2 separate regions of the Mus musculus genome follow, and region 2 is linked to region 1. A link is a contact called in public Hi-C data. All regions are on one chromosome and are shown on one strand. The core of a region is the stretch at or near the end of the contact, and the rest is flanking DNA. Distances in the headings are between cores, read along the strand shown. Region 1 has its middle 3.6 kb from the start of Mir99a. Region 2 has its middle 180 kb from the start of Mir125b-2.

Region 1 (5,414 bases), core at 852-3,351:
GTGATATTCACCCCTTACTGCTCCTAAAGTGACCTCGTGAATAAGATAATAACCTTTAAATCCATTGATGGGATGTTTCCGAGTTCTGACTTTCACAAATAATGTTTAGGCAAGTCGTGTTTTAACTATCAAATAATATTTAATATATGTGCATTCCTGGAGAGGGACATGGATCCATTACTCAGATAAGGCAATGAACATAATTCTAGACTTACTACAAACATAAGTGACTTTAATATACAATCACTACAAATTTTTCAATCATGTATGAAAATGTAGGTCTTCTGCATTGTCCTCTGAATTTTGACTTATATGTTAACGATGCTTGCTCTGCTACTTGGCTTAACATTCTGCTTAAGGGAATATTTAAAGATTGAATTCACTCCACTCTTGTTAGGAAGTATGGAAATGTTTGTACATGGGAAAAAAATCTCATTGCATGCTAGAATGGAAATTCACCAGGGAGGGGGAAGCTGTTCATTTTATTGCCTAAGAGCTGTTGATATGCTCCCTGAATCTTTCAAAGGCATCTTTCATGCCACACAGGCAACCCGCAGCCAGTCAGAGAACAGAAAGAACACTTCTCACATGTGTCAATCTCCGAAAACTTGCATAGCAGCTGTGCTAGGTAGTGATGGGGATTATCGCAAGACCCAATTGCAGGGGTTTGCCTGCTGGAAGAGACACCCCATCCTCTCAAGGGACCACTTTGTTGGAGATGGTAGCAATAATGCATCTCTGTTGCTAGTGGATATTGTGGCCATGTAGCACAAAATTGGTGCTAGATAAAAATCAGAAAGTAATAAAAATGCAAAAAGGAAAACTGGGAGGTTTGGTTTTGTTTCAAAGTCTTAAAGTGGGAGAATAAAACAAATGTGCTAGGCTTGTTGCGTTTACAAAAAAAAAAAAAAAAGAAAGAAAGACAAGAAAACAGATATGCCTTTAATGACGAAAACTCGCAGGGCAGGGCATTCAGTCTTCCGGTTTGAGAACCATTCGGGTGCGTTGAGAAACAAAGTTGCAAAGTAAGCATGTTCAGACCTTTATTTGCTAATTTTTTGTAGGAAAGATCTCTCTCTCTCTCTCTCTCTCTCTCTCTCTCTCTCTCTCTCTCTCTCTCTCTCTCTCTCACCCTCCCTCCCTCTCCCTCCTTCTCTCCCTCTCCCCCTCCCCTCCCTCTCCCTCTCTCCTATGAGCCAGAGTTTTCTGTGCAAATGAAACAGGCGTTGTAAGAATGAGATTCACTTTGGACCACTCTTCACATTCCAAGTCATGACTGCGTTAAGCAGCACAATCCCATCTCTGGTTGATGGGCAGAAAAAGTGGGCAGCTTGCCAGGTAGACGTTTCCATGACTCCCAGCCCCCAAAGGTGATGCGTTTTTCAGCTAATTCAATGAAGAGTGGGCTGAACTTTGGGTCTAAACGAGACAATAGCTGCCTTCGCAGTATCAGCAGAATGGTTGATGGGAATGCCTCACTCTACATTTGGCAGAGAATCATGTGACCTGACGACTGAGATTTTGTGATGGTGCCAACGGAGACTTGGAAGCAGCAAACGGCCCTGACTTTTTTCTTCTTTTCTAGCAAGGATCAGAAAATGGTGGATCTTAAGACTTGACTTTAGCCAGTCTCAGCAAGCAACTGAGCTTTGAAGCACAACCTCGTCTTTATTCTGGGCTTTTGGCAGGCCACCAGGAGGCTGTCCCTTTCACGCCTGATAAATTCGGCTGCTTATCTCTAAAGAGAGAGAGAAAAGGAAAATAATAACAGAATATTGAGGCATAACAAGTGAATCCTAAATTGTATGTGCTTTTTTTCTTTTGTTTTCTTTTCTTTCTTTCTTTTTTTTACCTTTCCTGACTGCTGTTTTGTTTTGTTTTTTAATTTTTATGTTAATATCTTTTCTTTTTCCTTTTTTTTTTCTTCTTTTGGTTACTGAAGAATTCAAGTAGTTTGGGTTATTTATGTATGTATGTATTTGGTTTATAATGAACAGGCATTTGAACTGGTCGGACAGGACGACAGAGCAGTGAGCATGAGATCATTGCAGCCGAGTAGCAAACTGGCACCCAGCCTTTTCACCCCTTCGGTTCGGGAGACGAACGTGTGCAGTCCTCGTTTCTCAAGTCAGCCTGGAAGGATTCCGGGACTCTCCCACCTTCTACCATTCTGCTGCCAGTCGGTGGCAACGATTGGTGCAGATTCTGCGCAGTGCTTTGTGCCTGGAATATGGAGAAGGAAGAGAATGAAGACAAGCCCTCTGGACCTCCTTCTCTGAGAAATACCGGGAGCCCAGAAGAAACAGAAAAAAAAAAAATCCAAAACAAAAACAAAAAACCAAACCAAACAAAAACCCTGAGCTTCTCAGTATTCGCCAGAGTGCTGAAAAATACTGATAATGATGCGGAATGCCTGCGTGAAAACAAAAACAAACCAAAAATGCAAACCGAGACAAACCCAAAAAAGCAAACTTTGGTTTGTCTAACTCCTGAGACATCGGGCTTCGTTAAGCAGCTTGGAAGGCAACACAAATCTATGACCCTTCTTTCTTTTATTTATTTATTTTTGTTATTATTTCAAAAAACAATGGCCTAAGAGCAGTACATTGCACTTGGTGAACCCGCACTTTCATACCAGGTATAACTTTTTTTTTGTTTCTTTTTACGCTTTCTATTCCATAAATTAGACTCCTTGCAGTTTCAATTTGTTCTTATTAACTCATTACCCACTTTACACTTTTTTCTTTTGCTTTCTTACTCTAATCGTGATTAGCGTAGACACTAAACTGGAATAAGAAAACTCTCTATAGACATAAGCTCCTGCTTTGGTTGTTCACAGAAGTTTTAGGCAGACAGTAGTGTGTGTTATCTCTGATTTTTGTGTCCAGTAATATATTTTGTGGAGAAACGGGCTTGGGAATCAGTAGTAGTAAGGAAAGTAAAACCTTTTCTGTGACTCCTAATTTTAAATGCAAAAGAAGAAATTTCTCGAAGTTCTAAAAAGAGATCTTGCTTCAAAAATGCATCCATATAATGCTAAATAAAATTTCTTTTCATGCCGGTTTCAGTAGAGGAGAGATGGGAATAAACAGAGCGGATTCTCCGTTGCGAAGTAAAAAAAATAGCTTGTTCCTTAATAATTCTACTTCTAAAAATACAAGGAAAAAGAATTTGCCCTAGAGCAGTTGGGAAGCGTTGGAAGTTGCCCTTCACTGTTGTGGTGGGGAAAGTCTGTACAAACTTGCTTTCAAGTTCAGAGTTGCTTTGGCTCGGCAGGTGAATACATTGCATTCTAATTATTTTCTCTATTTGTAGAAGGAAATTGCTGAGCAAGTCAACGTCTTGTAACAAAATGCAGCTTTTCCTATTTTAGTGGTAGAGGGTTAAATGATATGCCCCCTTTAAAAACTTCTTTACTAAACAATGTTTCTAAACATGCAAGAAAATCTCTAAAAAGAAAAAAACGTTTTGAGATATGCAGTGTGTATCAATGAAGATTACAATGTTCATACTAAGAACTGGCATGATAATATTAGCTATGAGAAGAAAACTTTAGCATAATTGTTATGATTTTAAAATTATATTTCATGATATCATAAACATCAAGGATAAACAAAGAGAAATATTATACAGCTGGTTAATTCTGTCTTCTTTTCAGTTATATTATGAAAGGATTAACAGTTACCCAGACCTAATATAAAGATAATATTTGAAGCAATGTTTTATTGACTTTATCGGTTATTATTCACTAATTATTTGCAGAATAGCTCTTCTTCCTCCTTTGTTATTAGAAAGCCAACTTCCAAAGGCTTAATTAATATTGATAAACCTGTTTTCATGTTTCATGATTCTTTAGTTTAAAAAACATTATTTTGAATCTTATTTTAGGAGCCATTAATCTCCACACTCTTAATTATCTTATTAAGCTCCATGCCAAATCCAAAGCTCTTTTCAGCTTTCACCCCTTCATTGTGAAGAACCCAGTCGCTTCCGTAAGAGACACGTCCTTTCACTTTGAGAACTGTTCCCGGGAAAGCAACACCAACCAGAATGAACATGTAGCTGCAAACTGTGAAAGTATTTCTGTGTCATATGAGTATCCTGGGGTGGGGCCCTCAGACCCTGCCAAGCCTTAAGGAATAGACTTTTAAGGCTTTCCCCCATTTTGACATTGTCCTGTCTTCCCGGCCACCTCCTTCCTTTGCTCCCAATCTACACAGATGATCCCTGTAGGTGGCAGTTGTCTGATATTTTTCCTTTTGTGGTTGTTTTAGGGGAACACTTAAAGTGCATATGAGAAGAGAAGAGAATGACCACAGGAGAAAATCATCTCAGGTAAAACGAAAAGGCACAAATGTAGAGAGTAATTAATCTTAGAATATTAAAGAGAAAATGATTATGTCTGTGTTTGGTATAAGAAATGGTCCTTCCCTTTATGAAGCTACGTATTTGGGATTTTCACTGATGGTTTTCCTTCAAGAGTTTACAGTATTACTTGCCTTTGTCAACCTTTTGTTTGGTTTTGTGATCAATGCCCAGTGTCCATCATTCTGAGGACATATGTGTATGTTGATTTATACAATTCAGGTACAAGATGGTTGAATAGGAAGCTATTTAATGAAAAGGAAAATATGTTCTCAGTGGTTATACATTATAAAAGGAAGTAAAAATCTGATAGAAAAGTATAAGCTCATAGTTTATTTTTAATCTTTTCCATATATCTAGTAAGACAATAATGTCAAAGTATATTTTGTAGTAATAAAAGCTACAGCCAGTGTTTCCTCTTTCTTTTTTTTAAACATAAAATGTATAAATATATAAGGAAATACTTTTACTACAATTGGATGCATGATTGTTGATTATTTACTACAGTTTTAATAAGTAGGAGAATGATTTGAAAATAAATAATGGTGAAAATTTGTGTAGGCCAAATTATCTGTATTAAACTGGAGAAAATACATTCTATTTTTATTTATTTCAAAACATGCCAAATCATGAAGTAATTACTATGCAGTATTATTTTTCACAATGAAGATATAATTAAGAAAAGCTAAATCATTTTAGATATGAGTGCAATGATTAACGATTGTACAACTTATAATTTTGCTTCAGATGAGCTTAGAATCCTAAAAATGTACATGTAACTGGCTTCATGTGTGCTTACTGGCTTGCTTTCTTACAGTGTAGTAGCTGACAGAATTAAGAATCATTTATTTCATTTCAACCTGTTGAACAGAGGAATTATATGTAGCTGTGTATTTTGTTGAAAGGATATAGTTCTTGGGAAATAGATTTAAATGTGTTTTGTTGAAAGGGAATGTATGCTCCTTGGTGTGATATAAGCGACTACAAATATTCCAGAATAGCAGGAATAACACCGATCATGTCATTGATTTTAGGGTTTTTTGATACCA
Region 2 (5,013 bases), core at 2,222-4,721, 230 kb after region 1:
TCAAGAACATGAATAGGGCTGTCTGCCTGGATCCAAGTTCAGTGTGAGACCCTGTCTTAATGGAATATGCCAAAAAGTGGCAGCACAATACATGCTCTGGCCTCTGGGGGAATGTGTGAGTAGGTGTAGCTACAGTCACACGTGAGCACATACCACATAGACTTACATGCATATATGTAAATATTTTTTAAACCTAAAGAGAAAATGACATTAATGGAACGAGGTAATTATTCCCAGATAAATGGCTGTAACATTTCCACATGTCAGAAATCTCAAGGTATTTTTTCCTAATTCAAATTAGACCTTTTGGCAATGATGTTGCTGTTCAATAAAATTTGTAAAGAATTTGGTAGGCAGATTCTAGGCATGCATAAGCTAAAGCTGAACATACAGAGAAACCAAAACCATCTTATTAAAAGTAAAAATATACAAAAACAACCTTCTTGAAGAATTGTGACATGTATGTGAAAACAAAGAATAAAATCCATAATATGAAACAGAATATTCAGAAAGTGACCTGTATATATTACCGTGTATTTCAAAGCAATGACATTTCATGTCAGTGGGGAGAGTTACTTGTTTAAAAAAATGCCTCCAAGTTAAGACTATTGGTATGGTGTAATCCTAGCTTCTTGGGAGTCTGAAGCAGGACTCAAAAGTTGAAGGCCTGTTTGGAATACAGAATGAATTTGAGCCCATACTGGATTCATTTCCAAAGCCCTGAACCAAAGTATATCATTATTCTGAGAATTCAGATTAGTTGTCTAGTACATACAAAGGTTGTAAAAGACCCCAGGTCAATCCTTCATTCTGAAAACAGATCATCAAAACATGTGATTGGAGAAAAGAGTCCCTCATAGGCTCATGTCCTCATTGGTGGTATCATGATTGGCTGTCTAAGTTAGAAGGCTCTTCCTCCCATCTCCATACTCCCCGAAATAAGACTCAGACTCAGAATATATTTACAAATATTTTGGCCTTATAGCTAAGCTCTTCTCTGACAAGATCATAACTTAAAAGCACATATTTATTTTAATCTACATTCTGTCACATGGCTTGTTACCTATGGTCTGGTACCAGGCCTCTATCTTATCACATCTTCCCTGGGCGAATCTCACACCTGGCACTATCCCAGAATCCTTTCTGCCTACTGGATGTTGCACATCCTACTTCCTGCCTAAGCTATAGGCCATCAGACTTACTATTGTTAGCTGACACAGTCATACAGACATAAGATATTCTCTCTACAATTGGCTACAGAATAATCACAAGGAGGAGACTTGCTGGAGAGAGCTTTGCTGGGGTGGACTTTGAATGTTAGAGCCTCCCTGCTTTCTCTTCTTGCCCTCCCTCTCCTTCCTCCCTGGGGGGGAAGTGTGATCTCCCTGCATCCTGCTCTAGTCACCCACCTGGCCACGCCTTCCTTGCTATGATGGACTCTGCCTCTTTAGAGATACATAATTAGACATACATAATCATAAGACATATATAACCATAAGATATAAAACAAACCCTTTCTTAAGTTGCTGTTTTTGTCACGTGATTTTATCACAGTCATATAAAAATAACTAATTCACTTGGCAAAACACTTCAGTAAGTCAGATCTCATCTTATAAAAAAGTAAATTCTATATGATTTTAAGAAACATTGAAAATATTCTGATGTTATAACAACACATAAAATCATGATTTTGTGTGATGAAGGTTAGAATAAATGAGAAAAACGTTATAAATAATGAAACATTTGTGTGTAGTAAACTCAAGTAAGTAGTGAAAGAATATATCATTAGTAAAGTTAATGATGGGATGAGAAAAAGATCTTAAGTTGTGACTACAGTACTTCTCAAATGCCCTAAAGTGGTGGCCAGTTTGTCTTCTACTTTAATCTTTAAGAATTGCCATATTTATTGGATGTATTAAGAAATTAATTACCAGGGAACTAAAAATAGGATATATGAAATGTCAGTACTCTTTTTACATGAGGTTTTATAGTCATAAAACTATTTGCTCCATTTACTTTCAGTTTCTCTGTCTAATTTTGGATCACCAATAAACTATCAGAGCAACATAACTGGTCCACAGCCCATGCCCTAACAAAATAAATCTTAATGTGTCTTGAAGATTAATAATTACATGGCAAAAAACAAAACACAGAGGTCCAAATATGTAAAAGGAAATCTCAGAAAAGCACAGTATTTTGGTAAACAGACGAACTTGAGCTAATACATCCTCATTGGCACGATCACATAAATCAATTGACTAGACCCCTACAAAACTTGAGAGCATCGTGTCTTAGGAATAACAGGAAACGTTTACACTATGGAATAGAGCAAAACATAATTAAATCCCTTGTTAGTTCCAGCTTGTTTGAATGTGACATGCCCCTTGCAGTCTTATGTGATTGAACACTTAGAGCCTCAGCCAACGGTAGTGCCTTTGTATGTATTGAAAACTTTATAGCTACTATAAGATAGAATATCACTAACACAGGGTTGTATATGATAAACTAGTAAATAAATGATGATACTAAATACTTCGAATGGGTATTTTGGAAAGTAAATAAAACCTATCTCATAGTTTTTAGAACACTAGGGATTTATCAGTACATCATACTTGCTATTTCATAGATAAATTTGATAGATTTTCTGTATGCGTGTGTATGCCTGTGTGTATGTATAGACAGGTAGTTTTATGTCTACTTGTATGGATGTTAAAATGAAGGAAAGAAGTCAGTGCAGATGTCTTATTTAATCACTTTCCACCTTGGGTTTTTTTGAGACACAGTCTGTCACTGAAACTCGGCGCTTGTTGCTTTGGGCTGGCTGATTGGCCAAGTAAACAGCAGAGATTTCCTGTCTCTGTCTTTGAGTGTTAGAATGTCAACCCAAGTCTTCATGCTTACACAGCAAGCATTTTACAAGTTGAGACATGGCCCCTGTTATTCTGGGATGATTACCATTGCCAAATTGAGTTTGAACACAGAGAATTATTTTGTTGTTGTGGCTCAGACATTTTAATGTTTCTTTAGTGGTCATTTTGTTGTTGGTGATATTCTTGTCGTTGTCAGTGTTGGAACTGAATCTAGGGTCACATATATTCTAGAAAATACCAATGAGCTATATTCCCAGACTGGGCCATTCCTTTATAAGATATTTTATGGCTGCTTTTAGTTTTTATTGAATATGTTATCTAAAACAATTAAGTTATAGCAAGGAGGACTATGAGAAGGGTTCAAAGATTTTTGTTTGTTTGTTTTGGCTTTTTTTGTTTTTGTTTTTGTTTTTGTTTTGTTTTTTGGTGAACCAATGAGTTATATTACAGGACTATGAGTTAGGAGCTGCTCTAGGAGCAAAAATGGTGAAAAAGAGTTGAACTACAAAAGCCGACCACAGCCTGGATGAAAGATTATAAAAGTTAGGAACTGGAAGCCCACTGCACAGCCCAACTGTCCCCTTTCCAGAAGGCTCAGCTGGTCTTTGTTTCTCCTAGGCAGCTCAGCTGGCTGCTCTCCTAATCTCAGGCTTCTTGGCTGGTGCCTTGCTTTTTTTTTTTTTTTTTTTTTTTTTTAACAGGAGGCTGGCTTGTCTCAAAGTCTCCTCTGCAGCTTGTAAGGTCTAGGAGTGACTCTCAGCCGTTTTCACTTACACACTCTGGTCATTTCAGAGACTTCCCAAAACCCTTTGGAGTTAGTTCTGTCTTCATGTTTTTGTTTGGAGAGTTGTTTTGCTTGTTTTGTTTGTTCTGTTTGTTTGTTCCTTTTGGGGTTTTTTTTGTCTGTTTCTTTTGTTTTCATTTGAATTTTCCTTTTTAATGAATTAATTAATTTACATCCCAGTTTCTGCTCCCCTCCTGCTCCCCCCTCACAGAGTCCTTCCCCCTCTCCTCTGCCCCTCCTAGACCTGCCCCCTACTCTGGTGCAGGATAAGGTGCATCATCTCTCACTGAGGCCAAACAAGGCAGCCCTCGGCTACATATGTGCCAGGAGCCTAGGTCCTGCCCATATTATTTTCACCCTTTGGTCAGTGGCTCAATCTCTGAGAGTTCGCAGGGGTCCAGGTTAGTTGACACATTTGGTCTTCCTGTGGGGTTCCTACCCACTTCAGGACCTTCAATTCTTTTCCCCAATTCTTTCATAAGGGTTCCCAACTTCCATTCAGTGTTTGGCTGTATCTGCATCTGTTTCAGTAGACTGCTGGGTAGAGCCTCTCAAGACATTTAAGCAAGGCTCCTGTAGGGGAGCATGACAGAATATCATTAATAATGTCAGGGGTTGGTACTTGCCCATGGGATGGGTCTCAAGTTGGGCCTGTCACTGGTCAGCCATGCCTTCAGTTTTTGCTCCATTTTTGTTCCTGCAGTTGCTTAAAAGATGGCAACTTTGGGGTTGAAAGTTTTGTGGGTGAGTTAGTGTCCTTATCCCTCCACTTGAGGTCCTGCCTGGGTACAAGAGCCTCTTCAGGTTCCATGTCCCCATGTTAGGTATCTCAGCTAAGGTCAACCACATTGACTTCTAGCCTCCCTTATACCAGGTCTCTGGGACTTCCTAGAGCTTCCTCCCATGTCCCCACCCCTGCAGCTACACATTTCCATTCACTCTCCTGACCCCCTGGGCCTCTCTCCTGTCTCTCCCCATACCTCATCCTGCCCTTCTTTACCCTCCCCATCCCCTCTCCCATCCATGTTTCTCCCTCCCTCTGCCTCCAGGATTATTTTGTTCCCCCTTCTAAATGGACTTGGAGCATCCCCACTTCCTTCTCTTTAACTTCTTTAGGTCTGTGGAGTATAGTATGGGTATTGCATACATTATGACTAATATCCACTTGTCAGTAAGTGCATACTATGCATGTCATTTTCAGTCTAGTCTATCCTCATTCAGGATGATATTTTCTAGTTCCATCCATTTGCTGCAAAATTCATAATGTCCTCATTTTAAATAGCTGATAGCATTCCATTGTATAAATGAACCACATTTTCTGTATCCATTCTTCATTTGAGGAATATCTGAGTTATATCC

Evidence for each region. A called contact is a pair of places that touch in the nucleus more often than the background predicts.
Region 2: a Hi-C map of uterus shows a contact between it and region 1, with 5 times the contacts expected there. The contact joins two enhancer-like sites. A contact is called at or near these places in 4 of 484 Hi-C or Micro-C datasets (all in uterus) and 3 of 115 datasets of contacts at active chromatin or transcription factors (embryonic forebrain, forebrain and stem cell-derived neural progenitor cells).

The regions. Positions count from the first base shown.
Region 1 is chr16:77,592,625-77,598,038 of GRCm38.p6, forward strand. No RefSeq gene overlaps it. Among named protein-coding and RNA genes, the nearest start is that of Mir99a, 3.6 kb to the right of the region's middle. Within about 2 kb of position 2,102, at least 140 of the 459 cell types and tissues checked have an H3K27ac peak or open chromatin away from gene starts, as enhancers often do. A contact at or near this core is called in forebrain and uterus, where this site is marked.
Region 2 is chr16:77,823,995-77,829,007 of GRCm38.p6, forward strand. No RefSeq gene overlaps it. Among named protein-coding and RNA genes, the nearest start is that of Mir125b-2, 180 kb to the left of the region's middle. Within about 2 kb of position 3,472, at least 32 of the 459 cell types and tissues checked have an H3K27ac peak or open chromatin away from gene starts, as enhancers often do. A contact at or near this core is called in forebrain and uterus, where this site is marked.